Linked DNA regions of Gossypium hirsutum: region 2 is linked to region 1. A link is a contact called in public Hi-C data. All regions are on one chromosome and are shown on one strand. The core of a region is the stretch at or near the end of the contact, and the rest is flanking DNA. Distances in the headings are between cores, read along the strand shown.

What was found. A called contact is a pair of places that touch in the nucleus more often than the background predicts.
Region 2: a Hi-C map of leaf shows a contact between it and region 1, with 2.2 times the contacts expected there. The contact joins the promoter of LOC107940395 here to the promoter of LOC107934303 in region 1. A contact is called at or near these places in 2 of 34 Hi-C or Micro-C datasets (both in leaf).

Annotation. Positions count from the first base shown.
Region 1 is chrA08:104,510,343-104,514,625 of Gossypium_hirsutum_v2.1, forward strand. LOC107934303 (putative recombination initiation defects 3) reads right to left here and starts at 1,836. Exons shown (of 11, transcript XM_041074755.1): 1 at 1,686-1,836; 2 at 1,104-1,254; 3 at 834-987; 4 at 554-688; 5 at 80-132. The coding sequence starts at 1,750.
Region 2 is chrA08:104,687,765-104,691,805 of Gossypium_hirsutum_v2.1, forward strand. It overlaps LOC107940395 (mitogen-activated protein kinase homolog MMK2), which reads right to left and starts at 1,788. Exons shown (of 6, transcript XM_041074293.1): 1 at 586-1,788; 2 at 1-107. The coding sequence starts at 740. It also overlaps the pseudogene LOC107940392.

The DNA.
Region 1 (4,283 bases), core at 586-3,085:
ATTTACGGATGTTCGTGACAGCAACGCTAGTCAATTTACAAAGTAAAAGAGGATATAGTGATGTGTTATTAGTTGTTACCATTAGCTGTAGAGAGGTATCTTCAGCTATCGACCTCTGCCGCATCCCTTCCACTGAAATAAAATTGTAAGAAACTTTGTTTTAACAATGAAAAAGCGGGGTTTTTTTTTAAATGTCAATTATAAGTGTTAAATAGTATCATCCCACATCTTTTAAGTATTGGGTTGTCTATGATCTTGCATTAAGATTGGGCACATGGTACTATGTTGTTTTTGCCTAACCCTAAGCAAGGTTGTCCTCATGTATATAATTGCATTTTGTGTGGTTTTATATTAAAGTAGGCTCTCCACCTAAAACCAGTTGATTTTAAGTCCAATTCTTGGACATTATGTATTAAAATTATGGAACCATGCCCTAGAATGACAGGTCTATAACATTCTTATGCAGACAAACAAGTTATTAACAGGTGTAGCCATTGCGCAACAAGTTATCATCTCTCCGGATTTTGTAACCTTGAGGAACTGAATGACTCACTTTCCAGCAAGACTTCTTTTGTTCCTTTGTTCACCTGCATTACATCACTTTGAACCGAATCCAAGATCATCCCAAATCTGTTCAATGAAGTTTCAATCACTGAAAGCCGGTGTTCAAGTTCTTCAGAAGTTTGACCTGTTCAAGTAAATAAAAGGTTCAGCATCCGTCTATAGCTGTAATATACCAAAAATGTAGTTCAAAAGCTTAATTAAGCTACTCAAAGGTAAGATCATAAAACTGGTCATGTTAAACGTAGTAAATAACTAAATAGTAATCTTACATCTATGCTCTGGAGCAGAAACAGAATTCCATTTGCGTATTAAGTTGGTGGAAGATCTAGAAATCGGCACTTGACTATCTTCTCTTGTGAAGTTGGTTGGAGCCAAGCAAGAAAACTTGCTGGCAGTATTCTCTCGTTCTTGGGAACCAAATCTCTGCAAAGATGAAGTACAGAAAGCAATTTTTCTCATTAGAAAAAAGATACGGTGATTTATATACAAACTTGAATGCTGGAAAACAAAAAGAAAAAAGGAGATGAGAATAATTCAACCTGATCAGTTGTCACGATTTCATCGAGTGAGCTTTGTGAGATCTGAGAAAATAAGGCATGCTGAGATGAAATCCCCTGTGAGAATGATTGTTGTGATGGCTGTGATCTAAGCTGTGATGATTGAGGCACACTCGGTGGCAGGCTCGATCTCCTTTCAGATACATTAAACCAAACAATGCAAATCAAATTGAAAAATTCAATTCTTAGTTCTCAGTTGATGCTAATTTTGAAATTATCTAAACATGATTTTCTTTGCAAAATAAAATTTCCACAAGTAATTCTTATTTTCCAAAAAGAAAGTTTGAAAAATATGAAATCGGAGTCAAACGTGTCTTTGAAGTTTGAAGACTCGAAAGAGGATTGACCTCCTTCCAAAATCTAAGAAAATTAACAGAAACGAACAAGAGATTTATCACCTCTTCTCTTCCCTATAGTAAGAGAAAACCGTAAAAAAGCTCGATTAAGATAGATTATTATAATTTCCTAATAATATCAAACCTTCACGAAGTAAACAGTTTAATTAATTTATGTTTGTATGCATTTTCTTGGGAAACAAAGAGAATCATAAAGGTGAGGAGAAACCTTGTATGAGGAGGAAAAACGGAGATGGAGCCGAGATCGCAAGCTTTGTTGATCTTCAACTTCATTTATACCATAAAAAAAGAACAGTGAGATCGTTGGATTTCGAATTATCGATAAAAAGAGAAAGAGGAGCTAGTTACGAGTGAAAAGCATCCAAGGGATGAAACGATGTTGCTTAAATAGCTAGGAGCTGTGGACGATGGCGGGAAACTGAAAAGGGTGAAAAGTAACGAGACGGTATCTTGTTTGGTTGGGCCCGGATTCTGGAGCAATTTAACCGGATCCAAATTTTTTTTCATAAACCCAAATAGGCTTTTTTGCTCTTCCCTGATACTGTTGATAGTTTTTAATAAAAAAAATTATTTTTCGTGCACTAGAATTAAGGGTAAAAGTAATTTTTTTCTATTAAAAATTTTATTCATTTATATCATTAAAAACTAGCATTGATAGAATAATTAGATAATGATACATGGCAACGTATATTTCATATTGACATATAATTATCAATTTTTAATAGTAGAAACGGATATTTTTTTAACAGAATGAGTAATTTGCTCTTTAATCTAACGTACAACAATTAATTTACTTATTTTTTTAGTAGAGGGGATAAATTGCAATCTGGTTCTTAGTACATGAACCTCTATAGTATGTTTATTGAATTAGGGGTGAGATGGATTCAATTTTGTAACAACCCGAAATAGCAATATCGAAAATTACAGTTTGAGGTCTAGTTTTAGTGAATTGAGTACATAAATAATTAATAAAAATATTTACAGAGTTAATTTATTGATAAATTGAATTGAGGATAAATAATTTGGTTAATTTAAATATTTAATCTAGTCCAAAGATAAAATTATAAAACAAATCGTTATAGATTTTAATTAGAAAATAGTTAAAGGGATTAAAATTGCTAATAGTCCAAAAACCTAAAATGGCAATAAAACATGTCGAATATATATGGTTAAGAAACGTGAGGGTGGGCTGTGATATTATTATTATTATTATTATTATTATAAATTAGTTAAGCGGAAGGAGAAGCCTTCCACGCGCAAAAGAAAGAAAATAAATAGAGAATAAATTGGGTTTTAGGGCTTTAGACTTTGACAACTAAATTGGTTAGTATAATTAGGTCTTTTTTCTTCTAATTTTTACATTTTTGTGGCCGTAGGAGCTTAATTTAGTTGGCTTGTGTTTCAATGTATAAAACTAATAATGTTTTAAAGAGTTGTCATTAATAAATTCTCTAGGGTTTTATGTTTAATCGGTAAGTTTTGAGTGTAAATATGAAAAAGGACTAAATTATTAATTTAGATGTTAGCTTTTATATTTGAGAACTTAAATGGATAGCAGATAGAGCTGTCGTGAAATTTTGTTAGAAATCGATAATAAAGGGTCTAAAATAGAAGGAAATGAAGTCGGATTATAAATCGGTGCTTAGAATTGAAAGTTATGCTTGTTTCAGTTGTAAGGACTAAATTAAATGAAATTTAAAGTTTGTTTGAGATAACAATTGATTGTGAATTGGGTTGACTATTGATGGTGTTATGTGTTTATGTTAATTCGTAGCTGCCGATGACCTGGATTCCTCAAGAGCAAAGGAAAAAGCTAAAGCCACTGACGAATAGCTCGAAATTTTCGATTTGTATTTCTATAACTTAGCTTTTTTTTTCTCATTTATTTACACTATGAGGTATATTGGCATAACAAAGGAAGTTATGCATGAGTATTTGATTAGAAATAAGATATTGAGATTAATTATTGTGACAGAAGGTTAATCTAAATGAAACTAGAAATAGTATAATTTAATGGAACTGCGAAATTGGCTCGAACATGAGACGAATCATGTCATATTTTGTATGAAATGGTGTTTGATTGAAGAATTGATGTTGTTGAGATCAATAGAATAGATGCTGAATTTAGAACAAAATTAGATTACTAGTTGTCGTAGTAATTGTTGGGCAAAGTTGAGAATAAATGGCATCTTATAGAATCGAGTGAAAATGGATTATTTCAACTATAAGTCGATGAGCACTAGGCACATTTTTCTTCGAACATCCCGACCGTGGCTTTTCACAAGTATTACTTCGACTGAGTCGATGAGCATTGGGTGCGAATTGCTTACGTCGAACGTCCCGATACGGATTACTTCAACTATAGGTTGATGAGCGTTGGGCGCATTAACCATCAGACGTTCCGAAGAGTGCTGAGCATGATTATTGCTTCGGATGAATCGATGAGTGCTGAGCGCAATTTGTTTAGTTTAGGACATACTAATGAGGCACTGGGTGCCAAATTACTGTATTAGTGGGGTTCATGAATTAGTTCAAATATGAGTTATGTATTAGCAAATATAAATGTTGAATAGAAAGAATGGTTTGATTCAAATTGGCAATGCAATGCGATATGACGAAATGAGACAAAATCGAATAAGGTTATATACATCGTTAGCATAAAATGTTAATAAGTTCGTTAAAATAGATTGGTTAATTGAAATATCGCATTTTGTTTATTGGAATACATGTGTATATTAATGTATTGGATAAACTTTGATATATAGACTTGAATCGGTCTAAGAAGGAAACAAATCAATTGAGTCCA
Region 2 (4,041 bases), core at 538-3,037, 180 kb after region 1:
GAAGCTTGATCTCTCGCAATGTCCTTTTGGCATCGATCCGGTTGTCAAATGCATTACCGATTTTCTTGATAGCAACCTCCTCCTGTGTCTCTGAATTCACAGCAGCACTAACAGAAATGGGGGAGCAAATCATATCTCAGCTTCACATCATGAATAACATAATAAATACACCGGTGAGCCTAATAAACAGAATGGTCACTTTCGTTCAATATCCTCAACCAGGAAGTTCGGCCCGGAGCCATTCACTTCAATTAGACCCTAAAATTGGCAACCTTAATTTCCTTTAAAAGCAATTACACTGCAAAATTCAGCTAAAGATATGCTAAATGAGAGCCACACTAAAAGTGTCACTCTCAATCCTGTCAATCATCAAAATTCACCATGAAAAAGGAAAAAAAAATTATCAATCTACAAATACAAGCCTTAATATTTACTAAAATCCCACAAAAAAGAAACTAAAAAACTGTCATGTAGAACATCGTGATTGGGACAAACCAAAACTGGAAATCAATCAAAACAGGGAGTTTTAAGGGAAACAAAATTCGAAAAAAAAATAAAGGGAGTAAAAAGCGGAAAAAAACTTACCAGACAATACCATAAGCACCTCGGCCGATGGGGCGAAGAGGAGGAACATATTTTGAGGGAACTTCGAAGAGGTTACCATAAACGTTGTACTGAACATAGCGTCCACCATGAGTTGGTATACCTTTGATGCTTTGATCCCCTGACCCCATTGACATGTTTCCTGGATATAACCCGAACCCAACTCAGAACCCGAATTGAAAGAAAGATTTTTCTGGTGTAATGTTAATAACAGCTGAAATTCAGAGACAGGAAAAAGTGAAGAAATGAGGGTTACAATTTGGGAGAGCGCGTGGGTAGGTATGAACTCTTTCTTTATATATATATATTGGAAGATGAGTGTGAACCTTTTGAACTAGAAAAGCTCGAGAGTTCCGTGAAGATTCCCACTTGTTTTGTTCTTTTCTTTTATAAAACTTGGCTTTATTTTTCTATCCTGATGGCTTTTTCCAGGGAAAAAGGGTTTACAGTTCAAAGAAATTGCCTGTCGGAAGTCGTTTCTGGAAAAAAAGGATGACTTTTCTGTTTCATGTAGTCAAAGTTATTGTTATTCTCCTGTCCGTACTGTTGGTTAAGCTTAACCAATCAAGAAGAACTGAGATTTATGTTAGAAACTAGATGAAGAAGATATTTTCCATTTGCGGCTGCAGGCACATTCTCCACTTCTTTCATCTCTCACATTTTAATCTTATACTTATTTCTTAATTTATCATTTTCATTTTATTTTATTTAAAAAATTATTCTTTAACTTAAATGGTAGCTTTTTAATTCAAAAATAATCTGGTCTTTTCTATAAATTAATAACAAAATAAATAAATAAAAATTGATATAATTCAAAGTCTAATTCGAAGACAACTATTGCACTGGGTCCAGTCCCACCGTTTAATCCGGAAGATGGACACGTGATGGCGGCGCCACTAACAGTTGCAGGCATGTGAAGCTAATTGAATCCCAGAACTGCCAATGTACTGTTGAATTCTGATCTTACAGACATTTGGAGATTACCCTGAATTCTAATTTAGATGAATCTTTAAGATCCAATTTGCATTGTGTTTCAAAGTCAAAACTATTATCAAGCTCATCAGAATCATAGTCAGACAAATATTTGTTCAAGTCTTGCAAATCAATAGTCAAACTTCCCTTTTTACATATTTAGTAATACACCAGCACAAACTTATATCAAATTTTAAGTTAATTTTCTTTCCCAATAATGGATTTAAAATTTTATCTAAATTCGGTTCAAATAAAAAATATTAAACCTAAACTTGATTTAGTTAGCCTATATTAAATTTTTTATATAAAAATAAATTTAAAAAATATAATATACCAAACAGACTAAAAATATTGAAATAAATGTTTCCTACAAATGAAAAATATATTTAAACAAAAGTCTTTATACTGAACAATACTAATATAATTGTAACAAAATTAACAATAGAACAAGAGTTATACAATATTCAAACAATAATAATAACTTATTAGCAATATAATAGAGAAATGGTAGTAAAATAATAGCAGAAATAAAAAATTAAACAAATCGAGTCGAGGCCAGGCAAATAATCTTACCTGAGACTTGGCCCATTTAGAAAACGAATTTCTTTTTTTTGTCTAAACCCATTTTTCATATCTATATTTTTATCTAAACACTTTTATCTAAACACTTTCACTTTTTGAGCAGATGTTGGGTTCTAAATAGATGACCATGAATCCTAACATGCTTAGTAATCGAAAGATGCAATTTCTCAGCATTTATGAAGAGTGGATCGAATGTCATTCGGACTCCGAATCTTTTAACTCGAGGCAAATGGCATCTACCCGTTGCATTAAGACAATAACCAACTAGGCAATTTCTATTACGCATCGGGTCATGATTAACCACAAAAAATATCTTCTCGGTTCACCTGCCATAGCCACAATATTTTCTAGATCCAACATTGTTAGCCCAAGTGATAGGATGCTCACCTTCAAATGCCTATATGTTATAGGACATAAGTTTAGTCAAAGTTCACTTATTCAGGCACTCCATTGGATGTTCCCGTTCTATGAAATCGACATCTTTTTAAGCGTTTGAGCTCTTGACAAAAATGAGAAACAAAATCCTCAATCGAAAAATAATATTGAACAAAATGAGTGTCCGATCGCTAACAAACATCATTTGTCAGTTTCAACTTTCAACAAATCTAATAAATTTTGAAATACCAAGGACTTACTGACTATGCAGATGGCAATTCAAGAAATGTAAAAAATGCATATGTAAGAAGAGATGGAGTTCTTATTACTCACCATGTAAACAAATTAATCACAAAACAGCTCTCTGTGGTTGTTAAGACCAGTTTCCTACTATTATGGTTCAGTAATGGAGATAATGCAGGCATGGTAATTGTATAAACAAGTTAAACTCAGTATTGTAACACACCTTACAACTCACAAGACATGTACCGCCATAACCCGAACAAGGTAAAGGTTATGCAAGTCTACTTCTGAGATAACATAAGGTCTCAACCTAAACCATCTGTATAAGACAAGATTAGCTTCAACTTGAATACATTCATGATTCATCTCAGAGCTTGCTCTTCTACTTTTCTTCCTAGCATTGAATTTGGGACACCAACGCTTGTTCTTAGATTACAAAGCAAAGCATAACCCCCAGTCGAAACTATTTTGAAATAACCAGCTACTGCCTTTAAAAGATTATCCAGCCCTTGTGATAGTTCCTCTGCGGTCCTTCTCAAATCCCATACTGAATTCTGGAACCACTCCCCTTCATTAGAACCGAACCCATCTTGGAGCAAAGGATACAATGTCTTGACACATGCATCAACGGCATCCAGTTCTCTTAGACCTGTAAATTTTCCGCAAGAAAACATTTTTCTAACCTCTGAATTCACTGTAGTTTGCACATCGAAAAATACCGATGCCCATGGTAGTGTACTAAGAACAGAAAAATCTAACAAATTTGGGGCAGAACCAGATAAAGCTGCAGCAAAGACGCTACAGATATATACAATAGCCACCTTAGCTCCATACATTGCACGCACCAAAACCTTTCCTTTAGCAGAGTTCTTAACCTTGGGCAAGTTTAAGGATTCCACAAGACTGTGCAGGATTGGGTGACAAGTTTCAAGTCTAGGATTTTTTGTGCCTATATGCTGTCTCCAGCTATCAAGCGAGGAACAGGCCTGCATGAACCGCTCTGGGGAGTGAGATTCCAACTTATGCAAGACACGCTGAAGTAAGAGATGGCTTTGGTTGAGCCTTCTAATCTCGGAGGTAAAAGCAAGACTAATATCAAGCAACTTCACACTTATGTCCAGGTAGACATCTAACCACTTGTCATCCCAATCAGTCAAAGGGATTTCCAGATCAGCTATCAGGTTGTTTATGTCACGGTGAATCTCAGTGACTCCGTCGCTAGTTTCATCCATGACAAGCTTAGGATGTCATCCTTGTCTTTTGGCA